2 separate regions of the Mus musculus genome follow, and region 2 is linked to region 1. A link is a contact called in public Hi-C data. All regions are on one chromosome and are shown on one strand. Each heading gives the region's core, a stretch centred on a gene start, on an enhancer-like site or on the middle of the called end of the contact. The rest is flanking DNA. Distances are from core to core; before and after follow the strand shown.

Region 1 (7,800 bases), core at 2,232-4,731:
CAGGGCTCTGTAAAAATGTGGGTTCCTAACCCTTCAGAGGACTATGAAACTCCCTATGCAAGCATTAGGACCAGAGCTTCGACCTTCAGAACTCAGGTTTAAGTGGGGAGGTACAGAGATGACTCAGCACTTACAAGTACCGATTGCTCTTGCAGAGGACCCAGGTCTGCTTCCCACCATCCACACCGTGGTAGTTCACATTCACCAATAACTGCATTGCAGGGGATCAGATACTGCTGTCTTCTGAACATCACAGACTGATTCACACACACACACACACACACACACACACACACACACACACACACACACACAGAGAGAGGGGGGGGGGTGCAGGGGTAAGGGTACGGTGGAATACAAAGCTGAAAGATGAACAGGGATACATCCTATTTCACTGTAGAAATGACTAGAGAAACAGTAGGAGTGAAGAAAGAATCCACATGGCTCAATGGTGAGCTGAGCGACCTGGGGCCTGGGAAGATGAGGCACACACCAGAGGCGGGGTAGCTGAACAATCTGGAGGGCACACCCTACGTAGCTTGTGCTGGCTGCCTTGCCGTGACTGGATGTGACTGTGGAGTAGCCTTGGCACAGCAGGTCCAAGAGCCAGGTGAGAACAGCACAGAGTTGTCTGACAGGCTTACAAGGCCTCACTCACAAATGTGTTTGGAAAATAACCCTACAGCCAAGTTAGAACGCTACCTTCCTAGCTCCTGAGACCCCAGGGAACTGAACCGTATCAGAGTCTCTGACCCCAGGCAGGAGGCTGCAACCTGGGGGTGGGGGGGGGAGAGGGGGGAGGTGGTACTGCCCGAAACTGCCCAAAGCCACAGTGTGTGTGTTCCTATAATCAGGAGGGCCTGCTCCCGAGCTGCTGGGAAGCTAACTCTAGGCGGTGTCAGGGTAATTATCCAAGCTGCCTGAACTTTATTCACAGCCTGACAAGGTACACTCCTGGGACTTGTCACTGTGGTTAGTCGGGGGGCGGGGACCTGACATAAGGCTGATTAGGGAGTGTTTTACACAGCAAGAATCTCTCTGATCTTTAGCCGAGGAGACCCCCCCTTCCCATCTCATAGGAGAGATGCCTGCGAGGTTGAGAATAAAGAGCAGCCAGTCCAGCCCCCTTGTTTGCAGACGAGAAAGCTGTTCATAGCATGCCATGCTCTCTCCAAGGCCACGCATGGAGAGTTTGTCCAGGAGTGGGGTGGCCTACCAGTGTCTCACGATTCTGCAGTAGGCTTTTCTCCACTACTTCCAGTCTGAGAGGCTTAAACTTCATATTTGATTCACAATTACCAGGGAGCTTGGAAATGACAGATTCTGACTCACGAGTCTGTGTGCAGTTGAAGCTCTCCATATGTCATAAGCCTAGTGTTGGTTACCGTCTTGCAAGTACAACGGAGTGTCAAGGCCCTTCCTCCTCCAAAGGCCACCTTTAACTCCAGAGGAGATGTCGGTGGATGCTTAAGTGTGCTCTCCACTGTTACGGACAGTTGTCCACTGGCTCCAGCTATCCATGAAGCAGTATCCTTGTGAAATCAGAGTGAGTTGAGCTGAGGAAAAAAAGGCTCACAGAAGCCACAGCCTTCAGCTCCTACGGAAACCTAAATGAATGCCCTTCTTACACTGAGATTTCTCATAGTTCAATGAGCCAGTGCAGTTCACTTTGATAAAATAAGGCTTTGTAGAGAAGCTCAGGGAAGCTTCACTGAGCCGTCCAGTCCTCACTCTCTGCAAACTATGCCAGTTGCCAGTGTACTGGTCAGCTTTCTATCTACCCATTTAACAAAACTGTGGAGACAATTACCTTGCAGAGAGCAAAGGCACATTTTGGCACACTGCTTTAGAGACCCTGGCCTGTGGTTGGCTCTGTTGCTTTTGAGACTGGGGTGAGGCAGCTCTCTGTGGTAGACGCTCTGGCAGAGCAGAGCTTACCTCATGGCTGGGAAGCAAAGCAAGAGGAAGAAGAGACCAGGGTACAACTATTACCTCATGGGAAAACTCCGGAAGATTTAAAGACCTCTCATTTGACCCTTATTTTAAAGGTTCTACTATCTCCCAATTGTGTTAAGGACCAAGACTTTAATGCATGGGTCTCTGGGGGATATTTAAAATTTAAACGATACTGTCTATTTACCCTAGCAAACAAATAACCTACAACAACTGTTACTCAAGTCCCTACAAAGTTGTGTGACCTACAGGCTGGGCCTGTTATAACCAGCAACTTCTCTCCGCACCCTTCCTTTGAGTTTCCTGGGACGGAGAAGCCAATGAACGCAGCTTGTACATCTGGTCCTTGTCTCCTCTGGGGCTAAGGAGTCCTCACAACCAAACAGGGAGATTTGATGATGTGGCCATTCTGCACCCTCACGTGTCTATAGCATTGGGGTGCTCTGGGATCCCAGAGCTTAAAAGTAGTCCTGTGCATTTGGAATTGGGAATGACAGGAACACAATGCTGGTGGTGTCTGGGGCTGCTTGCTCCAGATGGCAAATGGCCAAACACACAGAAGAAAATGGAGGTTTCCATATATCATTTGTCCAAGTCAATCTCTGATCCGATTCCCCAGCAGTGAACATCCTAACAGGGGCAATGAGCCTTCAGTAAGGCTGTGTGGACACCTGACTGAGGGACTAAAGGGCAGGCTCTCTCATTGCCTCTGTGCTAGGTTCTTGGATCTAGTACTTGATTCTAGTCTGGTTATCATTTTACTCAAGTGAAAGGACCCCCCCCCCCCCCCCGCAGAGCTCTCTCACTCTTTCATGTGTGTGCATGTCCATGTGCACGCAGGACATATGCACACACATGTAGAGGCCAGAGGACACCCTCAGGTACTGTCCACTTTTCTTTTGAGACAGGTTCTCTCACTGACCTTGCTTGCTGAGAGAACGTTGGATGTTGAGCAAGCCCCGAGGATCCACCTATCTTGCTTCTTGGGCAACAGGATTTTAAGAATGCACTGCCACCCAGTTCTAGTTGTGTGGGTTCTGGGGATCAAATGGGGTCTTGTGAGCTATCTTTGTCAACTGAGCTGTTTTCCTGGTCCTCACTCTTTTCCCCACTTCTTTCTCTTTGTGAGGAAATGTTACTCAGCTGCCTGCATACAGAAGACAGCCCTCACCAGAAGCCAGAGATATTGGTTTTCTGACCTCAGACTTCCAGTTTTCTGTTCCATGAAAAACACATTTCTGATGTTTATCAGCCATCCCGTATAAGGTGTATATTCTAGTATTTGGATGGACTCAAATAGTGAAATGCTTCAAGAGAGCCCCTTTCATTCCTGTGCCAGCCCTGTCACACCCACACTGCTGTCCTTGGCATTCTATCTATGTAAAGGTAACACTCTCATTAAATGACCTCTGTCTTTCCCAGTCTGGCAGGTGTGGACTAGCCTGGGAGCACATGGTCTGACAGTGAAGGAAGCCAAGCCCAGCAGGGTCTGCTTTGCACAGACTGACTTAGCCTTTAAATAAGCACAACCAACAGCTGAGATCTGCTTTGGCCAGACACTGTGGTGTGGGCATCAGCTTACAGTGGGGGAACAGCGCACAGCAGGCTCCCAAAATGAGTGAGAAGACGACCAGATGGAGGTGTGCTGTGACTCCGGTCTGCCTTGCGGTGACAAAGGCCTTCTTCGGGCTGTGACTTTTGTTTCTTTCTCCAGTCGCAGCTAGCAGTGCATGGGAGACCCGGAGCACCGGTTCTGAGTCCCATATCTGTGCACTGCTGCCTAAGGACAAGTCCCTTGAGGCCACAGATCTGGATCTCAATTTGTCTGTCTGGGACACAGAGGAAGGAAAGTGATTACACGCTTTCTGCTTCTGGCCTGAATGTGTTCTGATTCTATACAAAGAAGGAGGAGACAAGATCAGAGGCGTCTTCTAGTGCTCTGCTCCTTCGGGGTCTGAGACTGATACCCAATACCAGGTGGTCCCTGCCACTACCTCCTTAGGTATCAAAGCCAGGCCTGTGTGGCAGGTCACACAGCTGGCCTTGTGTTCTGCACTTGAGGGCTCTTGAGTTTCTGCTCCCCAGAAAGATCAGTTTCTTGCCAATGTCATCACTTTTAGCCAGGAGAGACCTATCAGCAACTCCATCAAGTTCTGCACCCCCCCCTCCCACCCCACACCCCCATGCCCGCCTCAACTTTAAGTCTGAGCCCTGGGAACACTGGGGAAACTTAATTCTCGGACACCTTGATTCAAAGAGCCACTGTTCTGCAAAGGCAGAGCTGGACCCTGCGTTTCAGCAGGCTTTCAGGTGGGGTTCCACCCAGACATCGATAGCATGCGGGAGGCCTGTGAGTGTGTTGACCTGGCTTCAACCACAGCTCAGTTTCAAAGACTTGGCTGTGGTCTCCGCAGGCCCTCCTCTTTCCACCCGAGGCTCCATCCCTCTCCTGCGAGCCCAGGTCGGTGTCTCAGTTACTGGGAAGGCTGTCTCTGCCTGTGGGCTTCACCCTTGTCTCCCCTCGAGATGAGATGACGAGCCACTTGAGGTTCCCACTCTGGGAATGCCTTGCTTTATCCTCCCAGTTCCTGCCAGGGTTGATATGGAGGGACACCAGGACTTCCACAAGAGCAGCGTAAACAGGACGAAGCTTCACACGACCTTCTCATGCCCCCATGCCACCCTGGACAGCTCATCCCCTCCCAGTGCAGCTCAGATCCTCCCTGGGCGGAGCAGAGTTGGTCTGGAATGAACAGACTTTGTAAATAGAAGTCCTTCACCACACCGCTCAGGAGCCTGCCCGTTCCTGAAGCAGGGCTGGGGACATTTCCTGCTTCCCTTCCCTGCCGCTGAGAAATTAGTAGGCACAGATTGTCAAAAAAAAAAAAAAAAAAACAGCCGGGCCTTTGTAATTACAAATGTGCACACATCCCACCGAGCGTCATTTTCAAAAGGCATATTAAGCAGCAGAGACCACAGGGGGGACCCGTGTAAACAGGCTTCCTCAGATCCTGGCAGAAAAGGCTTGGAGGAGGCAGTTGTCCCCAGGAGTTGTTGGCTGTTCCCACTCTTCCACCCCCACCTCCCTCCCTGCCCAGCAGCTAAATGTTCAATGCCTGGGAACACGGTTGCAGATCCCAGCAAGGGAGCATGGCGACAGAGAGCTCTGGAGTTCACACTACAACTGCCTTTAAGATCCCAGTGGTTTCAGAGTTGATGCTTTCCCGAATCTCATTCTACAGTCCCGCCCCACCCCCTGCCTCTAACAGCCACGGATGGTCCTCCATGTTCTCTGATGTTCCCTTGCAGCAGTCCATACAGAATATTGCCTCTGCTCAACACTAAGGGTGCTGTAGAAAGCTACATTTGAGCCTGAGATTTGTGTTAGGATTCCAGAGCATATGTCCAAAGTCCTTGTTAGTCTCCATTATCTCCCATCCTATGAGCATGCAGTCAAGACCCTGATATAGTGAGCAGCAAAGGGCATTAGCCAAACATGTATTGTTTAATTCAACATTCCTGCGCTGGACATCCCTGGTTATCAGGCCACCTTGGTTATTGTGACTAGATCACTGCTATATGACAGCAAGAATGGCAGGCATAAAGACATTGGTAGTGATAGACAAGGGGGTACCCTGGGTTTCCCTGAGAAGTGGTGGGCAGGTCTCTGCTCCCTCTGATGGCATCCTCCCAAGTAGGTAGCTTGATAAGCCACCTTCCCAAACACAGAAGCAAAGGGTCGCAGTGGGTAGCAAAGGGGGTCTCTGCCTAGAATATCCGGGAAGCCACCACTGTTCAAGGTGCAGCACCCCTGTCTCCACTGCTGTGGGAGCAGAGGAAGGAGAATATAATTCAAATCTGGAGTGCTTAATGGAAGGCTTCCTAGCTGACGGACGGGAGCGCGAAGATTAATTCAAAAGCAGGAATAGATGTTATTTAGGAAAGGAAGGGCATTCAAGACAGAGACGAGGTGAAAGACAGCATCGATCATTTCACCGGCGATGAATGCTTGAATCTGGCAGCAGTACAAAATGAAAGAGCTGGATGTGGGAGTGGGGGAGCAGAGCAGGAGACCAGGGGCAGGCAGGCCGGTCACCACGCTTGTGAGCCAGGCTGAGTTGCAATTTGACCCTACAGCAGGGAGGGTTGTTGTTGTTGTTGTTTGTCCATACACACACATACACACACACACACACACACACACACACACACACATACACACACACACACACACACACACACACACACGCACGCACGCGTGCATAGGCAGACATGGGCTATGGCATCTGTGTGGAGGTCAGATGACACTGTTTGGGAATAAAGTTCTCTCCTTCCACGGTGGGTTCTAGGAAAAAAACCTCAGGTCACCAGGCTTGTATAACAAGTGCCTTCACACAGTGAGCCATCTCTCCTGTCCAAGAGAGTTTCAAACAGTGTGGTCAGGTCCTAGGAGGATGTCTCTGTGGACAGGTGAAAGATATTAATCCGTGTATAGGCTCCAGGAGTCAGTCATGGTTCTGGTATAGCTAGAGTCCCTCTAATAAAGTGGTCACTCCAAACTGGCCACCCACTTTCTGATGGTTGCAGCTGGTCAAATGCAGCTCTTTTGTAGGCATGTAGGTGTTGCTCAAGCACAGGGCCAGTCTGTCTTCCCAGAAAACTACAGTACTGAAGTGTAACCTGGAGTCACCTGGGAAAAGCAGCTCTTTGGATTTCTGTCTAGAGGTAAAATCCCCAACAAGGTGGTAGGCGTTGGGGCAGTTAAGAACACTAGCTGTTCTTCCAGAGGACCTGAGTTCAATTCTTAGCACCCACATAATGGAGCGCAACTCTTGGTAACTGCAGTTCCAGAGGATCTTGTGCCCTCTTCTGGCCTTCATGGGTACTTCACCCACATGGTGCATATTCATTCATGAAAGCAAAACACCCATACACATAAAATAAAAATAAAAATTTTAATTAAAAAAAAATCCCTAAGAAGGGATTCCAAGATGTTCAGGACAATCTGCCTGAGCCATGCCCACAGGGATCCCAGGGGATTGGCAAGTCCCTACGCAGAAGGGCAGTCAGTAGAGTTTATTGGTGATTTGTTTCAGAGGTGAAATAAAAGGTAGTCCCCTAAGAACGCCTGCTCCTCCTCTTGCTGGACTCAGCAGGGACTAGACACACAGGATATGCGTAGAGGGATGTGAGTGGAAGGGCTACCCTTGGGTGACAGTGGGAGAGCGAGGGGGTAGAGTGAGTTCTGAATGCCAACTCCATGTGGCTGCTGGGAGCAGAGCCTCAGGGAAGGCCCACTTCTGGAGCTGCTGAGAACTGTGTGCACACAGCACCTCTGTGGGTTTGCTGCAGAGCTGGGGAGGGGGTGGGGATACTCTACAGCTGATGTGACAAGGAGGACCAGCCAGCCAAGCTCCTCCTTGATTATCAAATCAAGCTCACCCATGTACACTACTTAAGAAACTCTCTCCCTGGGTTTCCCGAGAGAAGCCTAGCCACCATGTCCCTATGTCCTTGGTTTTTTCCCCTGCTGGAACAGGAAGTCTGTGGCTTAGTGACAGGGTTACTTTCTGAAAAGCAGGTATTATTATCATCCTGCTGACATCCTGGCATGACTTACACAGTCACCAGATGTGACCTCTTGCTAACAGAGGACACTGGACACATGCTAGATGTGTAGAGTGTTGTAAGTGGACGGGTGACACAGAGGTGGCACAATAAGAAAGACACAAAACCCCTAACACAGATGGTTCTAGATGTGATTGTGTGAGCCTACATTCACAGATCTGTTGGAGTAATTTCCTCTTTATCAGGGTCACCACACCCTCAAGTTGTATTACACGGTGA
Region 2 (7,800 bases), core at 3,214-5,713, 120 kb before region 1:
GAAGGCCAAGGGGAAGCAGTTTGATGAGGAAACCAAGAAGAAGTTTGGAAAACCAAACCATTGAGTAACACAATAGAAGATGAATTGCCAGGGGAGGGGGTATGGGCAGGAGAAGGAACAGTTTAAAGCAACCACCTCATGAGTTGACAGGTTTGGAATTAGTAACAACCTCAAAGGAGAGAGATGAAAAGGAAGAAAAAGGTTTTGAAGGAGTTTGGATAACTCGGTGAGGAAGAGTTCAGTGGCTCACATTGCAGGGAGATCTTCAGTCAGGTCTCAGAGGAGAGAGAGAGGAGAGGGGAATTGGGTGTGTGTGTTTGTGTCTACGGAGAGTTTCTGCCAGAAATGCCTCAACACTGCCACCCCTATCAGAAGGGGAAAGGGTCAGCCCACCCACACTCCTGTTTGTCTTACTCTGCCTGTCAGAAACCAACAGCCACATAGATAAAGCTCTCAGATCTGAAGCAGAAAGAGGGAGACAGTTTGTTCTGGGCCTTGAGTGATTAAGTCTCGGAGCAAACTGGCTCATTTTGCTTTCCTTCAATTTCTCACCTTGAAAGCCTCACAATAACGATTAAGAACTGTTCAGGAATAGTTACTCTCTCACCAGGGCATGAGAAGCAGAGGGCATCAGTCCCCATGTTCTAAGGGTCTGATTCAAACAAGAGCAGCCATACAAACTGGCCAGGAGCTCTGGTCAAACGAGACACACTGGGGAAGCTGCTGGACAGTCAATGGCCTGTTGTGGCTTAGGACTCCTTTGTAGACAGAGAAAGTTCTGTACAGGACAAAAGAGGGACTTCTGTTTGGACAAAGTGGTCAATAAGACCTCTAGCACCCATGGGATAACTCCATGATGGCTTGAGTTGGGGTGTGTGTAACACACTTCAAAAAGCGGCCTCTACTGGTGACATGGGGTACTGCAGCCCAGCTTGAGTAGCTGGTGTAATACAATCAGAACAGGCTTGTTAAGGAGGGCGTCCTATGGTATCAACATGCTGTCGTGGAAGTACTTGATTGCATATGAAGAGAAAATTCAAATTCTAAAGGACCATCCTAGAGCAATTCTAGTGATGTATATGCTGAAGCCTACAGGGTTCCAGAAAGGTGGTAACCCATACGTAGTATACAACTACCACGCCCTCCTGGTTACACAAAGTGTAAGCAGAACCCTTATTCTACAAAGTATCTGTGATAAACTGCTATGAGATGTGCGTCTGCCTTGGCAGTATAACTGAAGGGAAAATAAGTTTCTTGATGTATTATCACATGATCACCTGTGTGATAGTCACATTGTAGGTCTCTTGTGGGAGTCACAGTGTACAGAGTAGGTCCCAAGGGAAGCAAGACTTGCCTGTGGAGTTGGATTAAACTTTTCGATCAGAGTGAAGCATGCAGCATAAGCCTGCAGTTTGAGTACTCAGTGGACAGAGGCAGGTGGATCTCCCCATGAATTTGAGGACAGCCTGGTCTACAGAGAGGTACTCAGTCTCAAAACATTTTCTTTTTCAGTCAGAAAGATGAGTCCGGGAATGCACAGAAATGATGCATCAGGACCAGGAGGGTCTGAAAGCCATTCCTTTAAACTGCATTCCTCAGTTCAGATGGTAAACTGAGATCACAGATGAGTGATTCTTTCAGTGGCCCTTAGCAAGAGGAAAAACTAGTCACATACAGGATTCCAGCCCAGGGCCTTCTTAGGAAGATTGCTAGCTCCCTATTTTCTACAGTTGTACCATCTAAGGATCTCTCTTGCAACTCCTTTAAGAGGTTATTTTATGATGGAAATGGCGTAAATTCTTTACTGCACTGTCTTGAAGACTATAGCATCTGCCTCGCCCCGAGAAGAGATCCTCACTCTCCTTTTGCAAGTATGGTTGGGGTCAAAACATCGCGTCTTTAGAATCATATGAATCCAGGTGACAGCGTCCATGTGACAAGTGGAAGACCAAGCTCACGAGAGTAGGGAAGTCACTCTGGGACCCTTTGAGCATCCTCTAGCAGGAGCACTCTTGTGCCCAGCTTCAGTGCCCTTCAGGAGACGATTAGAGTCATCTCAAGGAAGGCTGAATTGGGGGCACCAAGCCTCCGTGGACTCAAGAGCATCTTCACTCCAGCATCCCTTATGCGCCTCATAATGGATCCTTTCTTTAAACATTACACCCCTCAATTAGCTCATAATTGCTGTCCATGCCCTATGAATTATGCATTGTGTGAGGCAAATACAGGTTCCCAGGCACTGGACAAATCGCAAGCTGTTGAAGAAGCTGGGGTAATTACCAAAACAATCCTGGGACCCTGGGGAAGGGAATGCATTTCTTGCCTCTCCTCCCTGCCTTCTTCCACGCATGACTGGGGTTCGTCCCCCCACCCCACCCCGGGCTTCAGTCAGTAGTGTCTGGGTTCAGAGCCTGTACCCTGTGCCCAGGAAGATGTTGACGCTCACTCTGTTTCAGTGCCCTTACTACTTACAGCCTCGCCAGCCCTTTGCATCCTTAGCTTGAAGCATTTGCTCCCTCTTGAGTTTGTGTGTTTCATAGGGCTGGGTTTTGGGTAAGGATCACCTTTGTGGCAAAACAGAGATGGTGGCTTGTTCAGCAAGTGACAAATGTCATGGCAGTGGATGGCTTAAAGCTATTTTTTTCTTTTTTTGAAAAGGGACAAAGAGGCCACTTGGGAAGCACTCGCGTTAATTACAAGGGAATTTACATTTATTGAAACTTCTCAAACCCTCTAACAGAGGGTTAAGATATGTATTCAAAAAGCAATAAAATAGCAGTCCTTCCCTTATGCTCAGCCACCCATGCTGGTTCTCCACCATCTACCCTTGCATGCAAGTTGTCTTGAGTCATTTGGTTAATGCTATACATAAACACATGTGTGCACTCATGGCAATCTTATATTGAGCAGAGGGTAACTGTCTTTCTATGGATCCCCCCCATTCTTCCTAGATATTCATTTGAAGAATAACCAATCACTACAATTATCTTTCTATCCAGACAGCTTGAATAAGGTATCTTTAGATTTTTGCATTCAAATCTTTTTCTATAAAACAACTTAGTTCTTACAAGTTTATTCAGCTTAAAGGAATGAAGGCTTATTCTAGATTCTATGCATTTTGATCTCTGTGTGTCTGTCAGTCTCTTCCTCCCCCTCCCTCCCTCCCCCTCCCTCCCTCCCTCCCTCCCTCCCTCCCTTCAGCATTGCCCCCCAAGGTCTAATACATGCTAGGTAAGGACTCTAGCACTGAGCTATATCCTTTTTATTAATTTTGAAACAGTTTTAATAATTTGCCCAGGCTGGCCTTGAACTCACTCCCTAGCTCAGGCTGCTCTTGAACTTGTGACTCCTCAGACCTTCAAGTCCCTCTGACTTTCTTACACATCTTTCATGGAATTCATACTGAGCCGACTGCTATGCCAGGCTTTTAATATTTCTGCCATTCATCTAGTTATTCTTTAAATGTTTATTTAGAGCTATTATGTGCCATTGCGCTGGGCCAGAAACTGGAGTTGCCAAAGTCGTGGTCCTTGCTTTTAAGTAGCTCATGATCTTTCAAAGAAGACAGAAGGCCATCGAATCCTGAGCTGATGACCTGAACTCAGGGCTCAGTATGGCAAACAAAAGGCCAAGGACTGAGCTTAAACCTTAGCATCTCCACTTCCGGAACTTCATAATCTTTGTGGATCTCAGTTTCTTTATCTGTAAAATGGGAGGAAGTAGGAATACAAGTGGGCAACGTTATGAACATTCTCTTCACAAAATTTTAGAATCCATTTGTACTTTTTAAAAGTCAGTCATGCATTGGTTTGAAATTTTACTAAGATACAAATTCCAACCAAGTGGGCACCAGTATGAACACTGCTACTTTCTTCACGGAACAAAAGATAAAACTGAGCTAATTACTTTTGATATCAAAAGGTCAATTATTTGTAGGTTCCAAATCCTCCCCCCTGTGGTCATCTCTTTGGCAGGAAACATGACTAAGCCTGTGGGAGTGGAAAGAGGAGGATGGGCTGGGCTTATCTAGTGGCTTGGAGTCAGCTGGGGAGCTGAGGTCAGGCAATGGGAGGAAGGATCAAATTTAAATGAAGAGAAAGGTTGAAGTTGCTAGCAAAGGAGCTGGACTTCAGAGAGGGCCCAGGCGCATGAGGCTACTTCACATAACAATGTTTTTCCTTTACTTATTCAACAACATGTTCTTCCATACCAGTCTGGGCAGGTGCTGGTCACACAGGGTGATCCCTCTCCTGGGAAGGTTTGTGATCTAGTTAGGAGGATCAGACATTTCAAAAACCCAAAGGTGGGTGACAATTGCTGGCAGATTAGTCTACATGGCCATCGAACCAGATCTGGCCTGCAGTCAGGGAGGCTGTATTTGAGCGAGTGACAATGGATCTGTGATACAGAGGAAAGAGCTACCAAGGAGTAAGGGAGTCACTACGCAGACGTGGAACAGCATGATGGTGCTGAGGAGCAGCACGAGCTGACTACAGGAACCGTGACTCACCAGTTTTGGTGAAAGTGGTGTTTACCAGCTTTCAGTAAAAAGGGAGAAGGAAGATTGAACCAGAAAGGCAACGACGCTTTGTGTTCATCCATAAGACGGTTTTTTACACAACCATAAAAATATACAGAGAGCACTGAGATACTCGAATGTCAAGATTTCAGAAGCAGTATCAATGGTGTTAGTTTCTTCTAGAAGGGCTTGCATGGGAGCCCTGGCTCTTGCTTTTCACGAGTAAACCATATGTGAGCTTTAAGAGCTCCTGGAAGCAGAAGCCGGTGAGCATCAGTCCTAATCAGGTTCTCTCTCCAGCCCTCACTTCTGACCCCCGAGTCTTCCTGAGAACTGCTGCTGCTCTGACCAGTGAGAACTCGGGAACTACAGCCATTTCTGTTACTCTAGTTCCCTCAACAAGTGCCTCTATGTGTTATGTGGGTAGAGAAAAAAGGGGGGGGGGTTGACAATTCATCAAGTCTAGGAAAGAGATTAAGTAACTACTCGGGCTTTAATTGTGTGCCTTATCGGAGAGTTTGATGTTTGTAACATGCATTATAAGTCTCTAACTGGGGACATAATTAGGAATATTTTCCAAACACATTTGATCTGAAAACATGCTTTTCCTGCGAATCCTGGGCAGATGTGTTTCAGAGTTTGTTTTTGGTAACTGCTACTTAAGTGAGTACCTTAAGTCTGAAACCTCAGTGGACTGGATTGTAGAGGTCACTTTGTCCAAACCTTCCGTGCAACAGAAGGCTGTGACTAAATCCCAGTGACCTTAATCCACCTTGCAGGTGTCACTGCAGACACACCCCTTCCACCAGATACTGTGATGCTGTAGGCGAGAAAAGTGGCACCAAGAGTAGTGATGTCCCTATGTCCTGTGGTGCTACTGCCAGCCAGTTCTGGCTCTGGCCCTCAGTTTCAAGGTGTGTTCAACAAGTACTAAGCATCTGTGGTTCTGAGGACTCAACACTACCTGACAAGTACCTGGCACACCAGAATCACACAGGAGAGTTGTCAGCCAGCTGGCATCTCACCCCAAGAAACACGCACCCTGCTTTATACAACCAATTATATGCAAATATTCTTTGTAGGATATGCAAATACTCATGGCATTTTCTATAGCATTAGGTTTTAGTCTTATTTCTAAGAAAACATACTGAATTCAAGGGCCAGGAGAAACATTCTATTCTATCTGCTGGTGCACCAACCTCCCAGCAAGCTCTTTGATTATTTAACCTGGTGTTAATTTCATTAAGAACAAATGCACCAGACTTTATTATCCTTTAGAAGAACGGAGGCTTCAGAATTAGAACACTGCATATTTATGAGTGTGGGGTGTGTGTGTGTGTGTGTGTGTGTGTGTTTGTGTATGCACAAGCATGAACATGGAGGCCAGAGATCAATGCTGGGTATCTTCCACAATCCTTTCCCATCATATGTTTTTGAGGCAGGGTCTCTCACTGATCTTGCAGCTCACTGCTTCCACTAGACAGGCTGATCAGCAAATCCCTGGAATTCTCCTCTCTGCTGGGCTCTTGCAGGCACATGTCACTGTATCTAGCTTTTATATGGGGTCTGAGGCTGAAACTCAGTCCTTCACACTTGTATGGAGGTTCCTTACAGATTGCTCCATTACACTGGACTCCCCTTTCCATTTTAGAGAAATGGATGTAGGCTCGATGAGAAGAGGCAATGTACTAAAGTTCTTACCGGACTCAGGAATTGTTCTGGTTCTAGAGAAGCGGGCTCCTTCCAGCTTCCAGCTTCCAGCTTCCCCTCGCACAAGTGACACTTTTCTTGGATGTTTAGACCCAGCATGATAAAGTGTTTTATTGTGGAATCATTATGACTTGGTAATCCTAGGAAACTCCCTAAGACTTCTGTCTCCTCGGTGGTCTGGGAAGATGTTGTTTGCTGAAGAGAAAAAAGTAAGCCATCAACCATCAGGGTGAGCTCAGTCCATGCTGACCTCCATTTTTCGCAAGTAGTCGGGAAGGAGAGGAAACGCTGGACTCCTTCTGCCTTGTTCCCTGGGGGAGCAGGTGCCAGACCACAGGCCTGACAGTTATGCAAATCAGATATACAGGCTGTAAAAACAACAACAAAGGGCACTAAACCTCTCTGAACATGCATCTTAGCCAGTGGTGAGTGAGGACTGAGAACAGTAAGCCTTGATGTCTCTCTCTAGTACTGGTCCAGGGAACAGCTTGGGCACCATTTCAGATGAGACAAGGGCACGCTGTCACTGTGGCTCAGGGGTCTCCTGTTCCTCCTGCTCCCTGAGTGTGTGTTTGCTTGTGTCATATGTGTAAGTGGGTGTGTCTCCCAGTAGGTCTCAGGTTCTGCCTCCAACTGACCTGGGCACTTCAGGCACCCACTGGGTTAAAGCTGTGCCAGAATGAACACTCACAGGGTGGATTAGAAAATGCCCTAACTACCTTTACTTCTGTGGTTGTATCACAGAAATTGACCAGTGGGGACCTTCTTGGAACTCAAATGACTCTATTGCCAGCCAAAGAATACTTAAAAAGTGTTTGATAAAAATCTTAAGTTGAAAGAAGACCCCAGCAAAAGCAGCAAGCATGGGCCTTAGTTAGCATCTGGACCATCCCTGATGTTACAGACAGATAAAGAAAGTGATGCAGGAGGGCTTGCAAGAAGATGCACAGTTAATAGCAGGGTAGATTCAGAAATATAAGTTCTTTCTGGACTCTGGGGTGGCAGCCTGGGGCTAGTCAACTTAGGCTAAGTGTATTCTACAGAGCAGCTGGTAGGGGACACTCTGCCACACAGTAGGGGTCAGAGAAGGTTCTGGCAATAATTCCTCACTTTGAAACCTCAAGAAAACCAAAATAAAATAAAGGTTGGGAGTGTCTGCCTTCACATTGTATTTATGTTTTTTTTCCTTCAGGTTCCTGGCCTGGCCTGTTTAATACCACAGACATGTTAATGACTCGAGGTTCCCTTCTCTGCCTTCAAGTTTGAAGGAACAAAGAGTGTGTTAGCCACCTTACTGTCAGCTTTCTCAGTAGCCTTTCCATACCCATTGTCCTAAGTCTAGGGTCAAGTTGGACAGGAAGGAAAAACCTGTCACAGCAATCAAATTTCATGAAAACCAGCCTATCCCCTTGAGCCACAAGGCCTTCTGTAAACCTGAGATAAGATCAGCCAGACCACACTTTGACACCTAATTCTGAATACCCCTCCCCCACACAGACACTTTGATTGCCCTATTTAAATCCAGAGCTTGTTTGTACCCCAAAGATGGACTTGGGGGCCACTGAGACCTA

What was found. A called contact is a pair of places that touch in the nucleus more often than the background predicts.
Region 2: a contact with region 1 is called in a Hi-C map of the N1E-115 cell line, with 2.5 times the contacts expected there. The contact joins two enhancer-like sites. A contact is called at or near these places in 1 of 15 datasets of contacts at CTCF or cohesin (pro-B cells), 7 of 484 Hi-C or Micro-C datasets (the HL-1 cell line, the N1E-115 cell line, embryonic stem cells and 3 more), 2 of 115 datasets of contacts at active chromatin or transcription factors (embryonic stem cells and large pre-B cells) and 2 of 9 other capture datasets (embryonic tail and embryonic trunk).

The regions. Positions count from the first base shown.
Region 1 is chr14:24,991,127-24,998,926 of GRCm38.p6, reverse strand. No RefSeq gene overlaps it. Among named protein-coding and RNA genes, the nearest start is that of Gm41111, 12 kb to the right of the region's middle. Within about 2 kb of position 3,481, at least 34 of the 459 cell types and tissues checked have an H3K27ac peak or open chromatin away from gene starts, as enhancers often do. A contact at or near this core is called in the N1E-115 cell line, where this site is marked.
Region 2 is chr14:25,109,719-25,117,518 of GRCm38.p6, reverse strand. Gm32123 (predicted gene, 32123) reads right to left here. Exons shown (of 3, transcript NR_153781.1): 3 at 4,588-6,424. Among named protein-coding and RNA genes, the nearest start is that of Gm32123, 4.4 kb to the right of the region's middle. RefSeq lists an enhancer at 6,783-7,800. Within about 2 kb of position 4,463, at least 24 of the 459 cell types and tissues checked have an H3K27ac peak or open chromatin away from gene starts, as enhancers often do. A contact at or near this core is called in the N1E-115 cell line, where this site is marked.